Regions from separate parts of the Mus musculus genome. Here all the other regions are linked to region 1. A link is a contact called in public HiChIP or PLAC-seq and promoter capture Hi-C data. All regions are on one chromosome and are shown on one strand. The core of a region is the stretch at or near the end of the contact, and the rest is flanking DNA. Distances in the headings are between cores, read along the strand shown.

Evidence for each region. Promoter capture Hi-C pulls out the DNA fragments that hold promoters and counts their contacts. HiChIP or PLAC-seq counts read pairs in DNA pulled down with a chosen protein or histone mark.
Region 2: a promoter capture Hi-C map of pre-B cells shows a contact between it and region 1. The contact joins the promoter of Mob4 here to the promoter of Plcl1 in region 1. A contact is called at or near these places in 1 of 39 promoter capture datasets (pre-B cells), 1 of 484 Hi-C or Micro-C datasets (regulatory T cells) and 2 of 9 other capture datasets (adipose tissue and pancreatic islet).
Region 3: a contact with region 1 is called in an H3K4me3 HiChIP or PLAC-seq map of microglia, with 8 times the contacts expected there. The contact joins the enhancer-like site here to the promoter of Plcl1 in region 1. A contact is called at or near these places in 15 of 39 promoter capture datasets (the 3T3-L1 cell line, the C10 cell line, the HPC-7 cell line and 9 more), 7 of 484 Hi-C or Micro-C datasets (the NIH/3T3 cell line, bone marrow-derived macrophages, cortical neurons and 3 more), 17 of 115 datasets of contacts at active chromatin or transcription factors (craniofacial prominence, differentiating embryonic stem cells, embryonic basal ganglia and 12 more) and 3 of 9 other capture datasets (adipose tissue, liver and pancreatic islet).

Annotation. Positions count from the first base shown.
Region 1 is chr1:55,402,673-55,407,207 of GRCm38.p6, forward strand. Plcl1 (phospholipase C-like 1) reads left to right here and starts at 3,274. Exons shown (of 6, transcript NM_001114663.1): 1 at 3,274-3,958. The coding sequence starts at 3,716. It also overlaps the pseudogene Gm8531.
Region 2 is chr1:55,129,041-55,133,195 of GRCm38.p6, forward strand. It overlaps Mob4 (MOB family member 4, phocein), which reads left to right and starts at 2,205. Exons shown (of 8, transcript NM_025283.3): 1 at 2,205-2,319. The coding sequence starts at 2,260.
Region 3 is chr1:55,708,640-55,712,684 of GRCm38.p6, forward strand. All of the region lies in intron 3 of Plcl1 (phospholipase C-like 1), which reads left to right. Among named protein-coding and RNA genes, the nearest start is that of Gm32949, 180 kb to the right of the region's middle. Within about 2 kb of position 2,557, at least 1 of the 459 cell types and tissues checked has an H3K27ac peak or open chromatin away from gene starts, as enhancers often do. A contact at or near this core is called in microglia, where this site is marked.

The sequences.
Region 1 (4,535 bases), core at 2,024-4,523:
GGACCTTTGGAAGAGCAGTTGGCGCTCTTAACCGCTAGCCATCTCACCAGCCCCAAAGCAAGTGTTCTAAAGATATTCATGGATAGATTTCTGTAGTGTTTCAATATGACAAAACAATCACTTTGGCTTAAAAAAAAATGACCCTATCACTTCTCACACGATGAGATTTCTAGTACTCAAGGATCCCAGAATCCCACTTGAGAGAAGAAATCAAAGATAAGAATTAGCAGCAGCAGAACAAGCTGAGAGCACTTGTGAGTTGGGGTAACTCGGAATCTGAGACTCCACTTAACAACTAGGCAGAAACCGAGCCAGGTCTAATAAACCTGAAAATGCGTAGCTGAAAATACGTAGCTGAAAGTCAAATAGGCCAGCTTGGCGCTGCTCATCGCGGGAAGTCACTTCAGAACTGAACTCTGGACCTAAGAAATAGCCAGTGAGAAAAATCAAGACTCCCTCTATTGCTGAGACATCACAGTGAGAGAGTAATTTTGATAACTACTTTCTATGTGCCAGATAATTCCTTGTAAAGAATTCTACTCCATTTTACATATAAGGAAACTAAGAATCAAAAGTTTCAAGTAGAGGCCTGCAAGGTCTCTATGTGACTCACTGGATGAAAGCACTTATCAAACCTGACAATTTGATTTCAATTCCTGTAATCCACATGGTTGGAAGAGAGAACTAATTGCTCCAAGTTATCTTATAACCTCTGCACACACCTACGGTGCGCATGTGCGCACACCCCCCCCCCCACTCTCCACAAAATAATAAATAAAACATAATTTAAATTAGGCTTGAAGTCGCTTGCTGAAAGCTACAACCAGCTAAAAAGCAAGAGAATCAGAGATATGTGCTAGATGGTAATTTCAGAGCCCGTGTTCTTCCTGCTACATGCGTTTCTCATAATAAGTAAGTTCCATCCAGGCACCATTGTCCTGGAGACTAAAAAATGGTTCCTCCACTCCCAATGTCATTCATGCTGGTTATGACAATGTCTTGCAGCAGGCCCAGCCCCAGCCCCATTGCTCCTAGAGTTTGGATCTTGACTGTCCCCCAAACCCCATGCAACTTTGCTCTCTTGGGAGGTGGTAGAACCGTAAGAGTTGGGACTTAGTGGGAGTTTTTCTTGCATCAGGAGAATGCCCTTGCAGGAAACTGTGACCTTGGTCTCTTCTTGCTCTGATTTCTTGCCTCTGTGAGATAAGCAGGCACATGGGGGCATTTTTAAATTTAAAATGGCAGGCAGGAGAAGCCTTCTGAGCTTATGGCAGGAGACAGCAGAAATGAAAGACCCTTTAGATGTACTCCAATATTCTCAAGGCCGAGTGAGTTAGACAACCTCCCTGAAGAGCTCAGAGTCTTCAGCAGTTTCTGTGCATTTGTGCTCGCAGAAGGTCACAAGGGACGAGTGCAAAGGAAGGGAAGATGGAGTGCAACTGGTCGGTCGTGAGTGGAAACAAAACATTTTGCAAACCATATGCTCTATGGATGTAAATATATATGGATATAAATATATAATCATATATGGGTATATGGATGTAAATGTGTATGGAAAAAATATATATGGATATAAAGGCACACAAGCCTGTAGGATAGGAAACACTGGTATATAAGACTCATATAGGAAAATGACGAGGGAGATATCTGCAGCTTTACAGTCTTCAAAGGACAGCTCACAAGTGGCAAGTTGACAAAAGTATCAGAAAGCAGACACCCTGACATCTGTAAAAGACAAAGTTAGGTGTAATAATGAGAGAGCATCAGAAAAACAGTAGCCTAAAATTGGCTATACTTCTGAGGACAAAATATATTTTCTATGTAACAGTTATGAGAAGAAGCGCTTGCTATTTCGGTTGTAGTTCTCAACATCTCACTAGAGGGCAGTGTTGCTTCTAAAACCAGAGCTGGCCTCTCATCTAGAGGACACTCATTTCTGGGTTGCACGTATATTTAAAGAAAAGGTAAAGTCAAGTCTTTCCAGTCTTCCCTAGGAGATGGTAAATGTCAAATGTGAATTCTCCCAAGAGCCCCATCCAATTTTGACTGGTTGTAGCCCCAGGGGAGCCAGATAAAAAAAGTGAAGAGAGCTTGGAAGGAACTGGGTAGCAGATCTGATTTTAGTGTCTGTACTAACCAGTCAGTAGACAAGGTCCTTGGGCTTTCATTTCCTCTGTTAAATAAAAGAGCTGCCCTAGATGACTCCTAACACCCCAGCTCATCCTTAAAATGCTAGAATTTTAATAAATTTCTGGCCCTGAAGGGCTGAAAAATTTCTTGGTGCTATTGGCCACGTAAGGAAGAAGTAAAATCTTGAATTATGAAATAATTAGTAATTTAAATGCATTTAATGATCTAAGTGAGATTCAGTACGTCGTCCAACTCTCCAGGGACCTTAGAGCCATTGTCTACATTTGCTCATGGTGTGATTAATGCTACCGAATCCCTGCTCTCCTCTTGGTTACTAGCTTGGTGGAAGGAGCAAAATGTAATGATTTAGAATTATATGTAGAAAGGAGGCTGGACCCTCGTCGAGAACGGTTTAGGGTAGAGACTAAACCTGCCAATGACCTTGTCGCTATGTGGCTTCCATCATCTCTGTGTTTCATTCGGCGGCGTTCCCAGGGTTTTCGTTGCTCTGCTTCCTCTTACCCTACCTACCCCTTAAACCCAACTCCTTGTTGTATTGACTCAGATTACTGAGTGAATGTAGAATCCGCTCATAGAACCCGAGACAAACTGTGGAACTCCAGGGTCCTAGTGCGTGGACTTCACTTCTAAGGATTGGCAGGAGAGCCAGTGATTGACCCTTGGCTGTGCCAAGTGTCACTACTACACCCCTCCAAACACTCTAACCTTCTCGCTCAACATCTTCTTTATTCCAGATTTGCTGTTTTGCAGTGTTTCCTCCGTCATCTCACTGCCGCCCGCAAACCACCCCACCCGCGTCCCATTTCTTGAACCTTCAGGCCGCTTTCGTCTCCTTTCTAAACTTCCTAAAATGTACTCTGAGTGCCTGTGGGTGCGCACACTGGCGCGCGCATCCTCGCCTAGTACCGGGGCCAGCTGGGCTGGGCAGGCTCCGAGCAACAGAACACATTCCATTCTTCGCGCTCGGGCACACCCCTCCGCGGTGAGGATTGGTCGGCCCGAACCCCCTCGGTGAGCCTCGGCTCCTGAGAGGCCGGGGAGCCTGCCAATCCCCACGGGCTGTCAAAACAAGTCTTCCCTCCCTGTCACAGGCGAGCGGAGTGGAGGCCGCCCCGCCGCCGCACTTCCTGGGGCCGCCGTGCTGCGGTCGGCGGGCAGGTGGCTGGTGGCCGATCCGCAGTCGCCGCTCCGGCCGCGCACGTCCCGGCTCCGAGGCTCCTGGCTCCGGCGCCCACTGCCTTTTGTCTGCACAGAGCCGGCGCTCGCCTCGCGTCTCCAGTACCTCCCGCTGCTTTTCGCCTGCTTCTCCCTCCCGCTCACATCTTCTCCCCGCCCCCGCCGCCCGTCCGCGCCGGCCCGCTGACCTCCTGGACCACAGCCCGAGGACGCCTCTGCCGGAGCGATGTCTCCTTTCTACAAAGTTGTGGCTGCCACTGCAGCGGCCGTGGCGCGCTAAAACAAAGTCTAGCGGGGTTTCCTTCTGGTGCCTGAGCGCACCCGTGCCCGGGGCTGGACGCCGCTGGCGGTCGTGCTGTCTCGCCGGGAGCCTAAAACGTGCTTGGCTATGGCTGAGGGCGCGGCTAGCAGGGAGGCTCCGGCGCCTCTCGACGTTGCCGGGGGCGAAGACGACCCCCGAGCCGGCGCCGACGCTGCCTCAGGGGACGCCCCACCCCCGGCCTTGGGGGGCCGGATGAGGGACCGTCGCAGTGGGGTCGCGCTGCCGGGCGCTGCGGGGGTCCCCGCGGATAGCGAGGCCGGCCTCCTGGAGGCTGCACGAGCGACCCCCCGGCGTAGCAGCATCATCAAGGTAAGCGGAGCAGCAGCGGCCCAGAGCCTGGTATGGGTGCCGGGTGGGTAGGGGACATCCCCCCTCCAGCCCCTGGGCAGGATGTTCATTGCCCTAGGCGTCGCAGGCTGGGCATTGTTTTCTCCCACCTCCTTCATCGCCAAACCTTCCTGCCTAGTCCGGAGGTTCCCAGAATCAGCTGTTGGCCTTGAGAAGCAGAAGTGACTTCCTCTCTGACAGCGGAGGAAAAGTTCTCTGCGCTTCTGCGGTTTGATGGATGCTTTCCCTCATTTTCTCACTAACCGGTGGATGGGAGGAGGAAGGGTGAACTTGGGATAAATGCAGAGACCTGCGGGCTGGCTGTGCATTCTCCAGCGGAGAGCTAGCTTTCCCGAACAGCAAAGGCAAAGCACAGCTTACTTTTAATTGTGTGTGGGAAATCTCCCCCATACAGAAATGGTTCTGAAATCCTGAAACGCCTGAACTTTGCAGATAGGCAGGCAGAGTTTGCAGCGGACGCTGCAGCATAGAAAGGATGAAGGAAGAGCTTAGAGGTTTTGCGCTGCAGAAAACACACATCCGGGAAAACGTTCCCAGA
Region 2 (4,155 bases), core at 955-3,454, 270 kb before region 1:
TAGACATAGGATCCTCAGTTATGGATAGTATTAAATATTCATTAATATTTTTAGGGTATGAAAGGATATGAATATAAAAGTTGAACAATTTTGTGTATTATTTGATTCTCAAAATACTTCATATTCTTAATATGTTTGATGCATAAAATGCATTTAAATAATAAAAAAATTAAGAAAAAAAAAAGAATTTGTGAATCCTGTCCTTCTAGAGGTTTGGTTCGAGCAACCAAATGAAGCAGCTCACAACTGCTTGTAACTCTAGCTCCAGGGGATCTTGACACTCTACACTGGCTTCCAAGGACAGCTGTATGCATACACATGTCATATGCATTCAGACACATTGCTCCTCTGTTGCTACGACAAAGCAATGACCAACACCAACTTAGGAGAGGAAAAGGTTTATTTCCTATTACACTTCTAGGTAACAATTCGTCACTGAGGAAGGGCTGGGCAGGAACTTAAGGTGGGAACCTGGAGGGAAGAACTGAAGCAGAGGCCATGAATGAACAGTGCTTACTGGCCACTGGTCTGTTTCCCAGGGTTTGTCAGTTTGCCCAGGGGTGGTATTACCCACAGTGGGCTGAGCCCCCCACATCAGTAATTAATAATGATAGGGCTCCCTAGGCATATCCATAGGCCAATCTGAATAAGGGAATTCCTCCGTTCATTCTTACTATTGTTGTTGTTTAAGGATAAGGTCTCACTACATACTCCTGGCTGGCCTTGAACTCTCTTTGTAGACCAGGCATACTCTGAACTCACAGAGATCAGCCTGTATCTGCCTCCTGAGTGCTGGGATTAAAGGCGCCACTCTGCCCCGCCGCAGCTCTTATGTTGGAACACTTGGTGTTCAGCTTGAGATTCGATTTGGAGGTTGTGTAATTCTAACCATGGCCCAGCTCTGAGAAGTGGCTCACTTTGGGCGGGTCTTGATGCAGATACCAGCTTCTGCCTCCAGCTTAAGACCTCTGTTTCTGAACCCCATGCTCTTGAAGTTATAAAGAGCACTTACCCAGTGTCCACAACTTCCTCACCAGGTGTCCCATGGTACTATAAACCAAAACAAACTTTTCTTGTTTGGAAAAAAAAAAGATTCTGGTAAAAATGCTGTGTTTTTTTTCTTATTTTGGGAAAGATTGAGAGAAGATTTAAGTCTTGCTCTGTAGCCCTGCCTGGCCTGGAACTCTCTATGTAGCCCATGCTGGCTTTGAATTCTAAACAATTCTTTTAACTGTTTTGCTTATTTACTTGCTTATTTATTTAATGTGTGTAAGCTTTTTACCTGCATGCGCCCAAGGGATTCAGAAAAAGGTGTGGGATCACCTGGGTTGGATTACACATGAACCCCTAAGCCTGGCCGGGCATGCCGTGTACTCCGTTGGTCCCAGCACTCAAAACAAATCTCTTAAATTCAAGGAACATCAGGGAGACGCTGTCTCCAAAAAAAGAAAACACAAAACCAAAACAACAACAAAAGAAAACACACAAAAAACATCACACTTAAAAACACGAGAAACTTGGAATTTTGTTAAGATACAGAATTCATAAAAGCCATCAAGGGCTATTCATTTCCTCCTGCTTCCGACTTGCAAAAATGTGAGTTTATTTTAACTCTAACACACAATAACAGATGTGCGCTTTCTATCTCATGATGGGCATTTTTTTTTTTAATTTAGCATTGAGTCTTTTATCTACGGAAACCAACTTGTCATTGAAAGAGTCCTTGGCTTTTCAGTAAGAGGACCCTAGAAGCAAGATTTATCAGTACCTCCTGTCTTCCCTTTAACCGACCCAGCCAATCTGATTCTAGATTGGGTTAATCCATGAAGATTCTATAAAAATTTACCAGATTATCTGGGGTGGAGAATTATGTTCTCATTTCGCTTTTCTGAGATGGTCACTATTGTGCAAACTGCCCTTCCAGTCTATAGACAGCTGAAGGACAAACACCCACAAGTGACGCAGGCTTGGGTCACCTGCACCACAGACCTTGGAAGCGGCTCTCTACCCCAGCTTCCGGTCGCATCTTCCTTTTCGGCCTCGGCGGAGCTCCGCCGGCTGTTCATTCTGTGCTCCTCCCTCCGCCGGAGCCGCGGGCTCGGCACTCTTCCCATGGTGCTCCGCGCGGGCGGCGGCTGTTCCGCAGGCTGCCGCCCCTCCCCGCCGCCGCAGCGCTGAGCCCCGCCGTGCCCCGCCCCCCGCGCAAGCTGCCGGCCCCCACATCCGGGTACCGACGCCAGCCGCCCAGACTCTGGCACTATGGTCATGGCGGAGGGGACGGCAGTGCTGAGGCGGAACAGGCCAGGCACCAAGGCGCAGGTATCGTCCCTACGGCTTTCCTGTCACAGAGTTGGCGGGGCCGAGCCGGGGCTCTCCTGCTGGCGGGACTCCGTCTAGGAGAGGCCAGGGCGAGCGGGTGGGGGCCGTGGCCGCGGTGGCTGGCCTGCGCTTCCGGAGCCGCGGCCCCGGAGGCAGCCGAGCCGGCGCCGGCCGCCCTGGAGGCCTGCTAGACGCAGGACCCCGCTGTGTTCGCCGAGGCCCGGGGCTGACGCTTGTCACCAGCGGCTGCTGCTGCGCTGCCTGCTGTGAGTGGCAGCTGACGGCGCCCGGGTGTGGGGTGGGCCAGCTGGGGACCAGGGGGCTGTCCCCGCGTCGGGACCGCCGGCGTCGAGGGCTGTAAACACTGCCCACCTCACCGGGAGCAAGCTTGGCCGGTGACGTACCTGCCGGTCGGCTCCATCCAGTTGGTCTAGCCGGATGCAGGTGGCACTAGTTTGCGTTATCCTCCTGTTGTTTGTCTTTGCCACCACTCCCTTCGGCTTCCCTGCAGCTGTTCTCTGGTCCAGCAAGTTTTCGGCACCAGGTTGTGACTTGTTACATGTCATTCCTTGCGTATATTCATGCTAATGCGCGTGGACAATAGTCGGAATGAACTGATTATATACATCAAAATAATAGTAGGGCACTATGGGGAGTAAATTGGTGCTTCTTAGGACTTGCAAACCAGGGATGCTTCACAGTAAAAAAGAACAGAAAAGAACGGAAAAGACCCCCCCCCCAAAAAAAAAAACCACCCACGTTGACATTCAAACTTGATAGGATTAATCAGCCTTTGGAAATGGGTTGAGTCGTTGAGTAGAAGTTCTAAAATCAAAAGAGATATGTTTAAAATGTAATTTTAGCAGGCTGTGTTCTTGTTGCTGCCCAGCCTGCTGCCTCTTACCGTGTACTGAGTAAACTTTTTCTGTTAAAATGTAATTTTTAGGGTCAAGTGGAAATCAAAATACTTAATGCTACTGAGTTTTAGAGAGTTACTGTTTTTCTTTTCTTTCTTTTGTCTTTCTTCTTTCTCTCTTCTCTCTCTTCTCTCTCTCTCTCTCTCTCTCTCTCTCAAGGGTTTCCCTGTGTAGCCTTGACTTTCCTGGAAGTAGCTCTGTAGACTAGGTTGGCCTCGAACTCCGAGATCCACCTGCCTCCCCCATACACACACATCCAATTTAGAGACTTGCTATTTATTATGGATTTTGAAGGTTCTCAAAGTCAGGCTACCCTCGAATTATACTATATAGTTGAAGGTGACCTTGGACTCTGTTTGCCGAAACTCTGGGGGCTAGACTTACAATACATACCACCATTCAGGGCTTATACAGTGTTGGGGAATGACACCTATCAATTGAGCTACATCTCTAGCCCTAGAGAATTGCTTTTGAGTCAAAAACCATTGAGTCATGAGCTGTCAGTTTGCCTTGATTGGGTTGGAAATTTGTATACTATGTATACTTTCTACTATTTAACAACTCTTCTTTCTAAGGGTTCTTGTTTTCAGATAACTATTATTGTGCATAGGCAACATTTTTTCTAATTTTTAAGTGATGGCTTCCTTTAAAAACAATTCTTGGGATTACATCCAGGACTTTTCCTGTGGTAAATTAAGAGTGCACAATTTATTTTAAGCATGTACTCATGGCTCAGCTATATCCTTAGATGAAAAATTTTTAACTTTGAAAAATTGTTCAGACTAAACACTGCAATATGTCCCTTTGCTGTGTTGTTATGAGTAAGTCATGTGCAGACTTTTTCATTTTCCCACTTTATGACAAGGTTAAATAAAATGTAATAGAAGAGAATTAAAAGAAAAAACTGCTTTTTAACCAA
Region 3 (4,045 bases), core at 1,307-3,806, 310 kb after region 1:
AAGAAACCCAGGGCAGGAAGAAAGTACAACTTTGAATATATCTGTAAAGAAAGAAGATGAATTGAAGGTAAAGGTCCACTCTGAATGTGGGTGACATGCAAAAGAGTGTCAGGGTCCCAAACTGAATAGAAAAGAAAGAAGAAAAATAGTGGCCAGCGCCCACATCTCCCTCCATAGGCTTTCTGGTCCCCCTGGAGGTGAGGAAGCAGCCCCATGATCCTGCCACTATACCTTCTCCTTAACAACAGCTGGTCTTCCTTAAGTGACCCAAACAACCTTCCTTCCTTAAGTCACTGTTTGCGGGTATTCACATCAACCAGAGAAGTTAATAAAATCTTCCCACCCGGCTTTTTGTATGAATGAGATAAATTGTACTAAGTGCTGGGTAAAAACCAGCATTTCAAGCAATTCCTCAAGGTTAGTTGGCAGCTACTTTGGAAGTAGAACAACTGAGAAGATATAATGAACCCTTTATGAAGAAAGCAGTAATGGTGTGGAATTGTCACCACCACAAATGTGGAGACAGAGGATGTGGTCGGCTCTGCTCAGGTTCTGTTGTCTTGTGCTGTCATAAGTCAGGCTGGGTAGTGTGACCTGAGGCTAGGCCCTGCACACGGAGCACATCTTTGCCGGCTTCCCAGCAGCTGGCAGGGATTCCAAGGTTTATATTTGTTTTTGTTTCATAGAGAATTGGCTATGTTCAAGGGGTTGAGTCCTTAAAATCAAAGAGATGTCAGTCTACACATGGTGCTTGTATTTGTCCGATTTAACAGAGAGCTTTCAAAGCTACAGAGAACTGTCCCCATCTAGTTTGCAAAGATCTAAGTGGCAGCAGTCCCATTAACAAAGGTGCTGCGTTTAATAGAATTCAAGTAGAACGACAATTTTTTCTTTTTTTTATTGGCTATTTTTCTTTATTTACATTTCAAATGTTTTCCCCTTTACAGGTCTCACCTTCAGAAACCCCCCCAATCCATCCCTCCTCTAAGAGGGTGCTCCCCCACCCATCCACCCACTCCTGTCTTTCAGCCCCGGCATTCCCCTACACTGGGGGATTGAACACCCTCAGGTCCAAGGGCTTTTCCTCTCATTGATGTCCAACAAGTACATTCTCTGCCACATGTGTGGCCAGCACCATGAGTCCCTCCGTGTGTATTCTTTGATTGGTAGTCCAGTCCCTGGGAGCTCCAGGAGGTCTGGCCTGTTGACACTGTTGCTCCCTCCATGAGGCTGCAACCCTCCCCCCTCCCCCCAGCTCCTTCAGTCCCTTTTCCAACTCCTCCATCAGGGACAACTCCCACCCCCCCCCCCCCCCGCCCACACACACACACACAACACATAGGGAAAATGTTCCTGAATAGGACACCAATGGCTTATGCTCTAAGATCAAGAATCAAGTTTGAACAGATAATCCATCATACGACCAGAGACCTAGAGACCCAAGATCTGGTTTTTGACTAGAAAGAAGGCAAAAGATAGATGGCTTATAGCGGGAAGAGAAGAGCAATGGATCTGCAAAGCTTCATAAACATTCTCAGGCAGAAACCTGTCCAAATGTCTAGCTCCTTCCTTAAAAAGTAGGGATGTGCATGAAAGAACTTCTAACTATTGCATATGGAGACTGCCTATAATGGCTGACATATGTTGTGAATTCTGTCTAGAAGATGCAGCCATGGCCAGCTTCTACTTTAATGAATTTGCCTGATGGATGCTGCTAAGTGATGCTCCCCAACTTGTTCTTGAAGTAGAAACTCAACCTTTAACATTAATTGCAGGGAAACCTATAAGCTTAGGTCTGGTGCTCACACTGATCTCAGAGTAACACATAAGCTCAGGTCTGGTGCTCACAATCCATGGGTTCCACTCTCAAGTATTTCTTTAACCCTGTGCTGTTAGGCAAATAAGCTCTCAGCTCATATTCTTTTTCTGCAAAATGGTATTGTCTGTGATAAACTATCCTTAAAGTGGCTCTAAATAGAAAGTTTGGTGGGACTATGAATTTAAATGGAATTCCACAGAAAATTAGCATCTGTGGAGAGTTTTTGAGTCATGATAGGATGATACCTTACCATTCATCAGTTCAGCTTCCCTGTCCTATCTAGAAGATGTATTCACTCTCACAGCAGGCTTCCTGGGCTTCTGGCTCTGCCCCCTCTTCTGTGCTATTTCCTGAGTATAAAGTATAAAAATTGTGTTGTAAATCTGTCAGTTGGGGCTGGGCACCCCGCACAGTCAGGTTTTCTCTATAGTTTGATCAGCAGTAGTGTTCTGTAATGGTCTTCTGCTACAAAAAGAAACTTCTTTGCTGAGTGGTGAGATCTACACTTCTCAAGCTGGGCCTGAACACAGGATATGCAGGCTGGGCTGGCTCAGAGATTTTATACATGGCAAGTGTGTAAGGTCAGGGAGCGTGGAACAAAAAGGGCTTGGCTACAGTGGGTGGTGAGCATCCAGCAGTTAGCAACAGTGGAAATCTGTGGTGGAACCCTGGCCCAATGAAGTAAGGGGCAGCTTTTTCTGGCACTCAGTACTTTTCTACACTTGCCCTGTCTGGAGCCTTGCAGAGAGGAAGTTCTAAAACCATAGGCCAGCAGGGAAGGAACCATGTCGAGGTAGCTATCTAACCCCTTTGCTCTACTGACTTCTACTCTTGATACTTGGTAGTGGTCCCTTTGGCTGATGTCAAGAAAAGTCAGAAGGTGGGAGAGCATGCATGGTGCTGCCCAGAGAGATCAAACTCCCTACCCTGAGTCTAAGCCTGAGCCTGGGAGTGGATTGAGAAGGTCAAGGAAATAATACTTAGCATTCTTTTTACATTTTGTGCAAATATTCTCATCATAAGCTGTATATGCATAGTAAAATACTAGCATATTTGCATATGTGTGTGTGTGTGTGTGTGTGTAAAGAGTAGAAGCTAGTGTACAGTTTTCTTCTGTTCTGTGAGTGTGCCTGGAAGATTTGATCACACCATCATTGTTTTTCAGCTCACATCATGTCTGGGGAAGGAATGAAGGAATTATGGAGAGTCTATTTTAAGGTGCTATTTGCTTGGGTTTGTGAAGTTGTTTTCATTTTCCCTGTTGGAGCCCAGGCAGTTTAGAGTACTATAATATAAACGGGATCAGTTTACCACTCTACAGCCATTTGCAAGTTGGATTCTCTGGAAGAAACATGGGAGTGGCAACTGTCTTTCAGCTTCTTTCCAGCATGAAATTACTTTCTTTCCCTGTGATGCCCTAGCTACCATTTGGGAACACTTGACTTTAGTTTAGTGAGGTATCACAATTAATGTTTTTCATATTTACAATAAAATAAATGTTAAAAAGTCCTGTTTCACCTCACACATCAAATATCTATCTTGTGCACCCCCATGTCATGCCACAGGGAACATGAGCCTCCTACCTTGGAAACCACAATTGTGGACCACTGAAATTGAGAGTGGTGAGCCTTGCTATGAAATGGTTGTAGGGAGTACAGAATGTTTGATGAATCTAAGAAGGGATGAAAATACCAAGAGAAGAGATCAACAGAGAGGAAAATGAGAACTGAGGCCAGGTAGTTTCTAATGTGTGGAAATGGAAGAGGGAATAAGAGACAGAGCCAGGGAACTCCAGAATGAGGATGATGAGTGGTGTTAATTGCTGGACTGGAGAGATTAGAACCTGTTAGAGGTTCTAGTGCGCATGAGGCAAACACTTTGATTACTGGTCTCTGGTGGAGTGCTGTGTGACAATATTCAGGGCACTTGGGCAAGTCAACTCTTTACCTCATGGCTGGAATTGAAATGGAAGAAGAGGGAGAGATTCCATCCAAGCCCCATTGAAGTGCCATGAAGACCTCCTGGAGGCTTCCTTCACCTGCTATGAGCATCTTCCTGGGGATCCAGCCATTAATTCATGGGACTTGGGGGCCATTTACGTTCCAGACTATAGCAGTAACATATGTTGGTTAGGTTAAATGTGGGTTTTGTCCAGCCTCTGAGAATGTTTCTCTTGCTTGAGTGTCAGAAAAAATGTTTTGTCTATGATTTGACTCATTGGAACAT